Linked DNA regions of Danio rerio: region 2 is linked to region 1. The links are chromatin contacts, called in public HiCAR-type maps. All regions are on one chromosome and are shown on one strand. The core of a region is the stretch at or near the end of the contact, and the rest is flanking DNA. Distances in the headings are between cores, read along the strand shown. Region 1 holds the start of ulk1b (unc-51 like autophagy activating kinase 1). Region 2 holds the start of smarcb1b (SWI/SNF related BAF chromatin remodeling complex subunit B1b).

Region 1 (6,301 bases), core at 919-3,418:
GAAAGCAACACCAGAGTGTGAGCCTTCCTTCACAAAACTGCCATTAACCGATTGGAGACAAAAGCAACATCAATCAACCTCAGTGTAAACTGGGAATACTAACTAAAAACAGTACTTGCACTGTATTGAAATCTTTTAGTGGTGTGGTATAGTATATAGATCAAAGTCAAATTACATTTCACACCCTTGCATGAAAGCTCAATGTTTTTTTGTAACCTGATTAACTGGTTTTCAAGGACTAATGTTGTTGGTACTGCTATCTAGAAACATAAATGAGTGCCAAGTACAAAAGGGATTAAACTAATTAATATGGTTACAAGTTCGGTTCAAAAACAAACACTGCTTTAAATTAGATCTACTAATGGTTGGAGATACAACATGTATTCTGAAGTCCAACTGGCTTTACCCTAAACCAATAAAACATGCCTGGCATATTAACCTCCGGATGACCCTAAGGACAGAGCTAATACTGAGAACCCAGGTGTTTGAAAAGCGTGTCAATACTTCAATGAAACCATTTAACAGTCTGGCGTTGCAGCTTTCACTCGCAATAAGACATTTACTGTGTGCCAATGAACTTCATATGCTGGATCAAACGAGAAAACAAAATTAAATCGATTTCTATCCCTCTTGTAAAAAAACAATTGTGTAACCCAGACTCCAATGCCCATAATGCCTTGCAGCACACTCATTAAAAACAAGTGCACATGTCATGTCAACAGAGGAACATGTGACTGCTTTTAACCAATCACTGCAAAGAAAGTCAAACAAGACTCAGGAGCATTTTAATGCATGATAACTAGTAAATTAATTAATATATGAAGTTATCTAGCAATTTATATTATTTCAAATATTTGCAAAATTCAGATTCAAATCAACCTACCTGAAAGTCGTGCAATGCAACGATGTTTTCATGTTTCAGTTCCTAGAAATAACAAATACGAATTATTTGCGTACTTAAACACACTTATATTCGCTCACACTTAATTTTATGGTCTGAATATGCAATGCATTGTCATTAAAACCAAAACTCACCTTCAATATCTTGATTTCTTTGCCCAGAAGAGTCTGCGATTTGGCCAAATTCTTCTTGTTTATGCATTTGACGGCAACCTCCCATTCATGCTTCTGAAAAAATGTGAACAATTTAAGAGATTATACATAATCCCCTTGTAGTTTATACTGTATAAAACGTGTACAATGACATGCCCGTTCATGTCTATAGTCAGCCAGTGTTATTGTTTCTACTGTTTCCCAGTTTCTCTCATTAGCTTTCATGTATAAATCGGAAATGACACATTTAAAGCTCGGATACATGTATATAATGTGCTTTTAAAGCTTTCCACAACTCTGTTATATATTATTTGGCTTTAATCTCTCGTTCTCGTCTCCATCTGTTGTGCTCGAGGCCTTTAAGGTGGTAATGTTAGTTCTGCAACCAGTATGTAAACAAACCAAATTTAGAAAAACCGCACAATAACACCATTGCCGCAAATTAAAATACTTTGAGACATTTGTTTTTTTTTTTCCAGATAACGTTACTATTAACGTATCTCACCTCTCGATGTCTGCCTTTGAAAACCACTGCGAAGGCACCGTGTCCTATGAGGTCCTTCCTGCTGAACTCGAATTTCCCGACAGTCTCCATCTCCGACCTGATCCCAAATATTGCAGTTGGACTATTTATGTGAAATAAAGCTGGCCCACAAATATCCTCTTTCTGCGTCCCTCTTCTCCTCTGTCTGGACGAGGCAGCTGGAAAGTTGAAACCCACTTCTGCGTGCCATGGGCAGCCTTTCCATACAAATGCTCTCCTCTTTCATGATATCCTGGATGTGAAGAGGAAATCTACTCCTTTTAAATATGTCAGTTCCCCATTTCGACGAAAGCGATTGTCGTAAATGTTCAATAAATAAAATCGTCACGCTGAAAAATACCACCTTAAAACGACAGCGATGGGTTTGTTTGTGTACATCCGATGTTGTCAGCTCTGCTAATTTCCTCGCGTTCGTGTTCGGGATAACATGAAGCCTACTTGTTCACGACTGTGCATAAAACGGTTGTCTTTTCACTAAATATCCCTGAGGTATCGGTAAAGCTCGAGCAAGATTTGTCTATTGGTCTCAACAAAGACCTCAATTTAGTCGAGGGCTGCAGTGTTGCGCATGCGCGCAAACATTTCACCCAGGCTCATTTGTTGACGTCAGGGAAGCGCTGTCACGTTCGCGTCACAGTGACACAAATTAGTTTTTTTTACAATCGCTATGACAGTTTTTTAAATACATTTACCAAGTTTCTTAAACTCTTAACACGGTAAGCACAACATCCGTTTTTGTAGGCTATACAATTAACACATAAATCTTGTTGATTTGATACAAAATGCATACAGTATGAACTTCTTTTACACCCAAGCTCCACCAAGACCAAAGCAATGTAATTTTACAGTCAAATTTACAAATGCTTTCACACTGTATGTCATGACAGATAACATCAAGTTCTAAACATAATCTACATAGGCTGAAGTCAAAGTGAACTGCTGTGAACATCACATGCTTCACATTGTGAATTGAAACACAAGTATATTCTCTGTATTTTATTACATTTCCAGTGAGAAACAGCTTATTGCAGTTATGTAAATATTTAAATCACAATAGATTCCCATCTAGGAACCACAATTAGGTGTTGAGGTTTTTCCAATCACATGATATGTTCTAAAAGAGGACTCTTGAGGTTTTTAAAAGGAATATTAAGTGCATCAAAAAAGACTGTCACCAGTTTGTCCAGGTAAAGTTATGCAATACAATCATTACTGTACTATGCACAGTGTGTCTTTAATTTTGTGTCTGAAGTACAGACACATTTAGGCCTATACTACTGTAAAGCAGTGATTGGTTAGTGATCAGTAAAGAATTGTGTTTCCACATTTAAGGATTGTGTGTCTGTGTGTGTGTGTGTGTGCGTGCGTGCTTGCGTGCGTGTGTATGTGTGTTTGTGCGTGTGTCAGTGTGTCTTGGTGAATAAGTGTAACATTTTGATTGGTTTTGTCTGGAAAAGAAAAGCAAGTAGATTCCTGTTCAATTTCTGTGTTTTGGGTAGAGAATTGTGTGTAGCGTTTTTTTAAAAATTGTTTTATGCATTTGAAAACTGAGTTTAAGGCTGAGAAATAGCTTCTGGTTTTGGACATAGTTTGCATTTTGAGTGAGATGTTTCAGAAATTGTGTGACGAGAAAAGATTTTGTGTGCAAGCAGTTGCAAAAACTGTAAGTTAATCAACCGATTTTATCTTATTAAACTATATATATATATATTGATGTAAAATGTAAATTTTGTGAATTTCATACAGAAACAGTTTTTTTTTTCAATTAAAAAACGTGGGTGGGCAGTGAACCAGTTATGAACCAGATGAGCTCTGATTTCTAAATTGCAATTCTGTGTGACAGGTGTTTACTCATGTGATGAGTTAGTATGCAAAGTAGCACAACTGACTTTACAATTTTGAACGTCAGTGTGTTCCTTGTGAAAACGAAATTTTCTGCATAAAAATTGTGCCAAATACAGAGAATGTTTTGCAAAAAGTGTGTTTTAAACCTGCAATTTGAGTGTAAAACAGGAATTGTGCTTGTAGTTTAGCAGAATTGGTTCAGGGGGTTGGTGCATCAGTTACATGTTCTAGTCATTGAAGTACAAGTAATTGTGGGTAAGCAATTGGGAAAAACTGTAATGATAATATACAACAAAATGTTTCTGTTACTTTTAAAGATATTATTTTTGATTATTATGAATCTGTCTCTAGTAAAAGAAATGTTTGTTTTATTATAAATTTAGTTTATTTTCTTTGTAAATTCCATATCCACAAATGCAAATTTACTCATACCAAGCCATATTTTCCTGTTTTCTTTTACAAGAAGTTAGTCACTAAAATTTCATTATCTGAAAAAAAGCCAACAGAACTATTTCATTTTGTAATGATTTTAATATATGTATTGTAATTGATCCTTAAACGTCTTACCCTCAAGGTTATTTTGTGTTCTTTCTCTTTTTTGTATCTTTGTTCATTGACAATGAAATTCATATTCTGTACTGTGTACAAATATTGATACAAACATGTCAACTGTTTTTTTTTGCAAATTAAAAGAAAACTACAAATCATAGGCCTATATATCAAATTAAGTAACTATATATTAGCCTATATATTTTTAAGTAAATTGTACATGATATATATATATATATATATATATATATATATATAAATATATATATATATATATATATATATATATATATATATATATATATATATATATATATATATATATATATATATATATATATATATATATATATATATATATTTATTTTTTAGTTTTTTTGTTTTTTTTTAGTTTTTTTTTTTTACTTCAGACTTAATTTAGTCAGGGTAAACCAAATCCTCTTTTCATTTTTCACAGTTTCACGTCATGTGCAATAAAATAAAATAAAATCAAAGATTTGTTACATTGACATATTAAAATAACACATGTAGGAATGGCAACTCAAATAGGAAGTTTTTTAAAGATTTCCAATACAATAAGCTACAAAGAGAAAAAAAATACAAATATAATGTAAAGTAGGCTACACAGGCTATATATATATATATATATATATATATATATATATATATATATATATATATATATATAGATATATAGGCTATATAATATATATATTATATCAGTTCGACATCTGTATATGAATTAGTTTGAAACTGTTAAAATTGATAAAAAATAAAAAATCCAGATGGCAGGCAGAAATTTCTGTATTGCGTGCTTCAGATGCCATCACGTGGAATAGTTTGGAATAGCATTACAACTGTCTGAACCTCTGCAGGTTTTATTTTTCAGTTGCATTTAAAAAAAAAAATATTTATATCATATAAATCTGTATATATCTGTATATATTATATAATTTGTACAAACTTTCAATTTAAGTCAAAGATGCTTAAACATTAAAGCATATTTAATTGATGTATTAATCGAACAGAGAACCTAAAAAAGCAGACTCTATAATTTTACTTTGTTAAAAACATAATTTGAAGAGTTCAGATAAAAAAAAAAACCTCTAAGTGGCATCTAAAATTTCCATCAAAAATGAAAATTTTTCTCAGTCTCTTGTTTGTTGAAATATTTCACTTTAAAGACCAGGAAAAGGACTTATTCTTTTCCACACAAGTGATGTTAATTAACGTACACACATGGAGCCTGATAAAAATGCTCCTTTTAGAGGAAAATTTCAGACGACATTTAGAGGTTTTTGCATCTAAACTCTTCATTTTCTTATTAAAAACCATAATCCAAATATGAGAAAAAGCTGTTCAAAATCACCATCTTCATCCATATTAGAATCCAGAGACTGAACTTTTAAGACTCCTCGCATGCTGTATGCATAGAAGGGTCTGCTTTGATTTTTTCAGGGTGAGGACAGTATTCTGTATGAATCTGAAATTTGGTGAAACTTATTTATATTGAATACTTTCTTTTGAACACTGGAGAAAGAAGATCCTCGGAAAATGAACAAAACATACCTCCTTAGTTCGATAGAAAGTATGAGAGTCATAAGTTAACTGCAAATATAATTGAACTAATAATTCTGAAGGGAACTGATTGCATAAGGATACGTTTTTGCTTCAATAATTTTTTTTCTAGAAAAGTATAATACTATGGTCAGGTTTTGGTAATGAAAATGAAATTAAACTCTGGAATAAATGTGTACCATCATGCATTGATACACATCAGCATGGTTATATGACTTTTTTTTTTTACCACCTTGCAACTTCTTTTGACGTTTTTTGGAGTATCATGTAAAAACAATGTTATATATGAATATGGGAACCATTCAGTACCTTGGTATATATCATTGTTTATTTTGTTTTTCATGGAAACAAATGAATACTTCAATTTAGTAAACACACATTAACTTACAAAAAGTGATGTTTAAGTCTTATATTTAAAAAAAGGGAATAGAGAATAATAAATTCTACACTTGCTGAGAGCTGATATTCATCAATAGATAAAAAATATGTCCAAAAAATAAATATGAAGCTTTATATCCTATTTTCACTAATCATATGATATTGAAGACAGTAATGGCTGTTGAATATTTAAAATAATAAATGTAATAATTTAAATATATTAAAACCAAAAGCTTTTTGTTATTGTAATGACGTTTAAAAATATTAGAGTTGATCCCAATTATTTACATCCAATAAATGCAGCCTTTGTGAGCATATACGAGACATAACCTTAATAAAAGTCCTATCAATCTC
Region 2 (5,752 bases), core at 1,446-3,945, 730 kb after region 1:
CAAGATATGGTTCATGTTTGGCCCTTGTATGGAAGCCAGACTTGGTCCAATGATGTACCATAATTCACTGCGGCATGTGGGCAAAGCAAAAGCTGATTGTGTTAGCCAGATCTGGGCCAAATTTTGTCATATGGGAGGGCATCCGCTGCGTAAAACACATGCTGGATAAGTTGTTGGTTCATTTCACTGTGGCGACCTCTGATTATTAAAGAGACTAAACCAAAAAGAAAATGAATGAATGAATGAATAAATAGGCTTTTTTGTCATACAGTTGACATACTAGCCTATGTGGAATTTCAGATGCTGCCATGACTCTTTCTTGAATGAATCAGACTTCTGAATGAATCATTTGAATAGATGAATGCCGCCATTTACTGAAGGTTAATTTTCATGTCCTTTAAACCAACAAGCATTATTCATTATTAAGATCATTCAAGCAGTATATTTGGCAATAAAAAAGGTACATTTAGAATTAAAAAGATGTTTTTGCAACCCTGAAAACAGAAATTATTAATAAAATGGAATAATTTGATATGAAGGTATTTCATTATTAAGATTTATAATAGTATAATAAATGTTTTTAAATAGACAAAAATTATTAATAATTAAAAAAATCTAACTTTTAATCCACGCAAGTTCTTTTTAATCTGATAAAGCACAAACTGAAATGAGGAAATACCTTAAGAAAATCATGAGTAAAACAAGTGAAAAAGTTAGTAACTAACAAAAGTTTAGATCCAAATAAAAAACAACAGAAAATAAAGTTATGGTTCCACCATTACACTCCAAATAAAAATTCTTCAAATGTACTAACAAGATCAATTATTTATCCCATATAAAAGTATAAACAAGCTTCAAACTGTGAAGTAAGGGTGAGCCTTTCTGAAATATATATTTTTTATCTCTGAATATCTCTCCTGCAGTTGTCAGGGAATCTACAGATATCTGCACTTTGGACAGGTGGAATACATGGACCAGCAAAACTGTTAATAAACAATGAGGATCAATTCATTTTTAGGGTGAATCTCCTTTTTAAAGTGTTTTTGCCAAAGAGTTTACCATTCCCTGCTTATCACATGTGCACTCATATCTTTTAGTTCAGCTGAACATTTGTTTTTTTTTTCCCTGAAGGACACCAAAGGACATGATTAAACTACTTCAGGAAGAATATTTCACTCTGAATCATATTCGTAATGACCGATTATTAATGTTCCAAGCCAAAGGATAATGTGATGTTTAATGCAGCATGTTTAATGAAAATATGTTTTTACGTTAATGAAGCGAGTTCAGACTGTGACCCGTGTTAATGGTTTAGTTTCTATGCAGGTACTTGTAAAGTGCTACAAGAATGGAGTTTTTTCCGTTCTAATGGAGATGTAACTTCTGATTACCATTAAAAAAGGTCTGTGTTAAACATGTATGTTGGTACATTTAATCACAAGTGAACCCCCCCTTTCCCCCAAATGTTCAATCTACTTAGAGTAGTCATATAATTGCAAATAAATTTAAGTAATCTGGCACTAGATGTGAAATATCAAGGCTGTTCTTATGTAGGCTTAATGGCTAATGCGGTTTTAATTGTCTTAAATATTTTTAGCAACCTAATCCTTATTTGTCTTGCCTGTTGAGTGTTTTGGCTTGTTTATGCAATTCAATATTTCTTGTTGACTTAAGAAACTGCCATCTTTCTTGGATTTAGCTTTGAAGAAGAGAAGAATTCAATTAATAAAGAAAGCAAGAAGGAATTTATATATATATATATATATATATATATATATATATATATATATATATATATATATATATATATATATATATATATATATATATATATATATATATATATATATATACATAAAACCAACCAACATAAAACAATTATCATTATGATAATTAAAATAACTATTAAATTGTGCAAAAAAAAAAAAAAAAAACATTTATCCACATTTGATCAAATATAGATATTCATTCATTCATTTTCTTTTCGGCTTGGTCCTTTTTTTAATCTGGGGTCACTACGGCGGAATAAACCATCAACTTATCCAGCAAATTTTTTATGCAGCGGATACCTGCAGCTGCAACCCATCTATGGGGAACACACATACACTCACATTCACACAAATACACTAATACACTAAGGACATTTTTAGCTTACCCAATTCACCTGTTCAATACCCCATGTCTTTGGACTTTGGGGGGTGGGGGGGGGGGGGGAGACCAGGAGGAAACCCACTCAAACAGGGGGAGAACATGCAAACTCCACACAGAAATGCCAACTGACCCAGTAATATTTCACATTATAAGCTAGATGACTACATTTATAGCCTATAAGAAACTATATTTTCTTATCTTGTATATTTTCTTATAAGCCTATATATATTGCATTTTTAGGGTCCCTCGCAGAATTTTGGGGTCCAAATAACCCTACCCCAATCAAATCAAATCATTTTTAAAAGATTATAAGTAATATTTTAGAGTTTATTGTGAGCTAATTGTGCACTAATAATTGCTTGCTTTTAAATTTTACATTTGCTTTAATTGGTTGTTAGCTTTTCAAACAAAACTATGAACTCTTTTTGTAACATACTCGTGCTCCAACCGTAGGCATTGTTGCAGGACCGCAGCGGGGCGTCCCAGCGCGTGAGTTGGTCCCAGCGCGACGCTTCGTTTGTACGCATGCGCGTTGTCTCTCATTGTGTTGTGTTCGCAAAGATGGCGTTGAGTAAAACATTTGGACAAAAACCAATAAAATTTCAACTCGAAGAAGATGGAGATTTTTACATGATAGGTTCAGAGGTATGTCTTCAGTTGCTCTGAGTACTACGCAAATGTTTACATCTGATATGCATCAACGTAGTCGCTGTATTAACACTAAAACATCATCTTCGACTTCTCTTTGTTGGCTCTTGCTTGTTAAAGATGCTCATATCTGCATATCGAGCTAACGAATGAATGATTTAATAAGTTTGCAGTCACCCCTTTTGCTATATAAAGTAAAGTTAGTTTCAAGTGTAAAACGCAGATTGTAAGTGCGACTTTATATTGGGGCAAACAAGTTAATAGAGAACATTATTATTGTTGTATCTTATTATATAGTGTACAAGTAACGTTACCCCATCACCACAAACATATTACAGTGATGGTTTACACCGAAATGTTTTGCCATTATGTATTCGGACTACTGTAGTTCCAAACTTTTATGATTGCAACTACATTGGTTGAACACAAAATATGTTTACAACAATGTTATGGACTGACACCCTCTCAATATACTGAAAATCATACTTTATTTAATTTGGGTAACGTTAAAGTTAGTTTTATATTCACACAGTTGAATTTCCTTCTTAATAATATCATTTTAGAAAGTATTCTTTGCAAATTTAAATAGTTTAATCATTTTAGCAGCCAATGACTTTCAACGTTGTTCCGAATTTTCAAAGTAACGTACTAAACAAATTGAGATAAAGATAGTTTTATGTTCGCACATTCATTCAGTGACAACTTTACCATAGTACTTTGAATATTCTGCCTGAAATCACATGAAAGTGACTTCAAATCAAGATTAGCACTACTTGACTGTAAACAATTTTTTTGTAAACAATTATTTTAATAGGCATTGGCTGCAAATATAATTCACTATTTAGAATTTGCAAAGAATACTTTCTAAATTTATATTATGAAGGATAAATTCTGACTGTGTATGTATATATAAAACCTACTTTTCCTCAATGGTACGCTATATAGACGGTATTTCACAAGTTGTCACTGAACGAATGTGCAAATATAAAACCATCTTTACCTCAGTTTTTATTAGATATGTTAATACAAAACGAAAGTGAGTGGGGAAAAATTAGATTAAATCTTTTGTGTTTCATAGGAAAAATAAAACCACATATAGTTTAAACAACACATGTGAGTAAATGATTTTAAAATGCTTTTAACTTAGGCATTATATTGTGTGCTACATAACTAACGCATGCATTTTATATAACCCATTAGGCAAGTTTCTGACGGTATGATAACTATGGATAAAAAATATCATGATTTCTTGGTATTGTGATTACTGCTCTAAAAAAATTTTATTCAAATGTCTGGGTAAAAATCTAAAAAAAAATGTCCCTATATATAGCACAATATATTTTATTTTAGAATCATTTATAGTATTTATGAGCAGTAAACATGTCAGTCTAAATAATATAAATTAAGCATTGACCTCCACTGTCTTAATTACTTTCAAAAACACAGATTTCTATAATTTTCAAAATGGCATATTTTGATATCTTACATATCTTACATTGTAACAGTACAGCTGAAAATTTTGGCAGTTTTTAAACCTGGACTTTTCCAAACCGCAGTATACCTTCAAAACTCTTATCGTCCAATGCCTATTTATTTTGGTATCAGCATACTTGGCCTATTTGTTAATCAGAATACTTTTTTGTTGTTGTTGAGATTTTATAAGGTAGTCTTCAATTTTTCATTGCCATGTTGGAGTTTTGTTTTCCATTGTGACTCTAGAACATACAACCAGAAGAGCAATCCAAAATGTTAATGTTGCTTTTGTTGGAATTAATGTAATTACAAATAAATCAGCATGTCAGAAGGAAAAACTGACTAAAATGCTAAGGTAGGTAGAAAGGTAACATATCATAAATCACTTAAATATAAAATAGTAATACATCACTTTTGCATATAAAATACTTAAATGCATACTTGTCAATCAATATGAATTTATTAATATTAATTAAGTCATCTAGTGAAATTATATTCATAATCGCAATATATATATCCCAGAATAAAAAAGTCCCAATGAGATTAGATTTTTCCAATAATCGTGCTGCCCTAAAAGATATTTCACCTGAGAATTTACATTTTACCTCAGGCTATCAAAAATCTAGGTGATTTTATATAATTGAAAGTGTTTTTTGCACACTCTCGCTCTATAGGTTGGCAACTACCTGCGTATGTTCAGAGGCTCCTTATATAAGCGATACCCTTCTTTATGGAGACGCCTTGCATCCGTTGAGGAGAGGAAGAAGATTGTAGCGTCATCACACGGTAAGTGATTCCTTTTCAACAATTAGGTCCAGAAAGCAGCTATAAGCAATCCACACCTTATAATCTCCTAGTCCTGCTTCTGGACAGCAGTTTGTGCAGTGTTGTTTTTGTGTTAGATCATGGTTACACACCTTTAGCCACCAGTGTCACCCTGCTGAAGGCTTCTGAATGTGAGGAGATCTTCGAGGGTAATGATGAGAAATACAAAGCCGTGTCCATCAGCACAGAGCCTCCGGCATATCTCAGGTTAGATGACTGTTGTATGATTTACATTACACGTCTAAATACATAACAACATTAAAAGAAATATAATTAATACAGGATTCGATAACACTTTATGGATCAGTTCTTGCTGTTAACTAACTATAAGCAATGGCTATTACCTCAATGAACTTCTCTTTTGCTTTTAATTAAAAGTTAGTACGGTAGTTGTTAAGTTTTATTATGTGGTAGGAATAAGCAGAGCTGGCGCCTGCCTTCGGCTGACAAGGGGGAGTCACATATACTGAGAGGTGGCTATCGTGTGAATGCATATAGTTCTCCCAGTTTAAAATATGGTACCTTTCTCAACTTTTAACACACCATAAAACAAACACTTTGCTCCTTCAACAACATAAAGTGTATATGGTATGTAATATAAAGATGACAGAGCTCTAAACAGTCTTAATATACACAAGAAAACGCCCAAAACTAC

The links. HiCAR-type assays count read pairs that join an accessible place to other places.
Region 2: a contact with region 1 is called in a HiCAR-type map of caudal fin, with 13 times the contacts expected there. The contact joins the promoter of smarcb1b here to the promoter of ulk1b in region 1. A contact is called at or near these places in 4 of 18 Hi-C or Micro-C datasets (caudal fin, embryo, hematopoietic stem cells and 1 more) and 2 of 4 datasets of contacts at active chromatin or transcription factors (caudal fin and embryo).

Annotation. Positions count from the first base shown.
Region 1 is chr21:16,282,190-16,288,490 of GRCz12tu, forward strand. ulk1b (unc-51 like autophagy activating kinase 1) reads right to left here and starts at 2,169. Exons shown (of 28, transcript XM_068216020.2): 1 at 1,559-2,169; 2 at 1,036-1,128; 3 at 884-925. The coding sequence starts at 1,648.
Region 2 is chr21:17,006,877-17,012,628 of GRCz12tu, forward strand. smarcb1b (SWI/SNF related BAF chromatin remodeling complex subunit B1b) reads left to right here and starts at 2,696. Exons shown (of 10, transcript NM_131448.1): 1 at 2,696-2,796; 2 at 4,947-5,058; 3 at 5,196-5,304. The coding sequence starts at 2,713.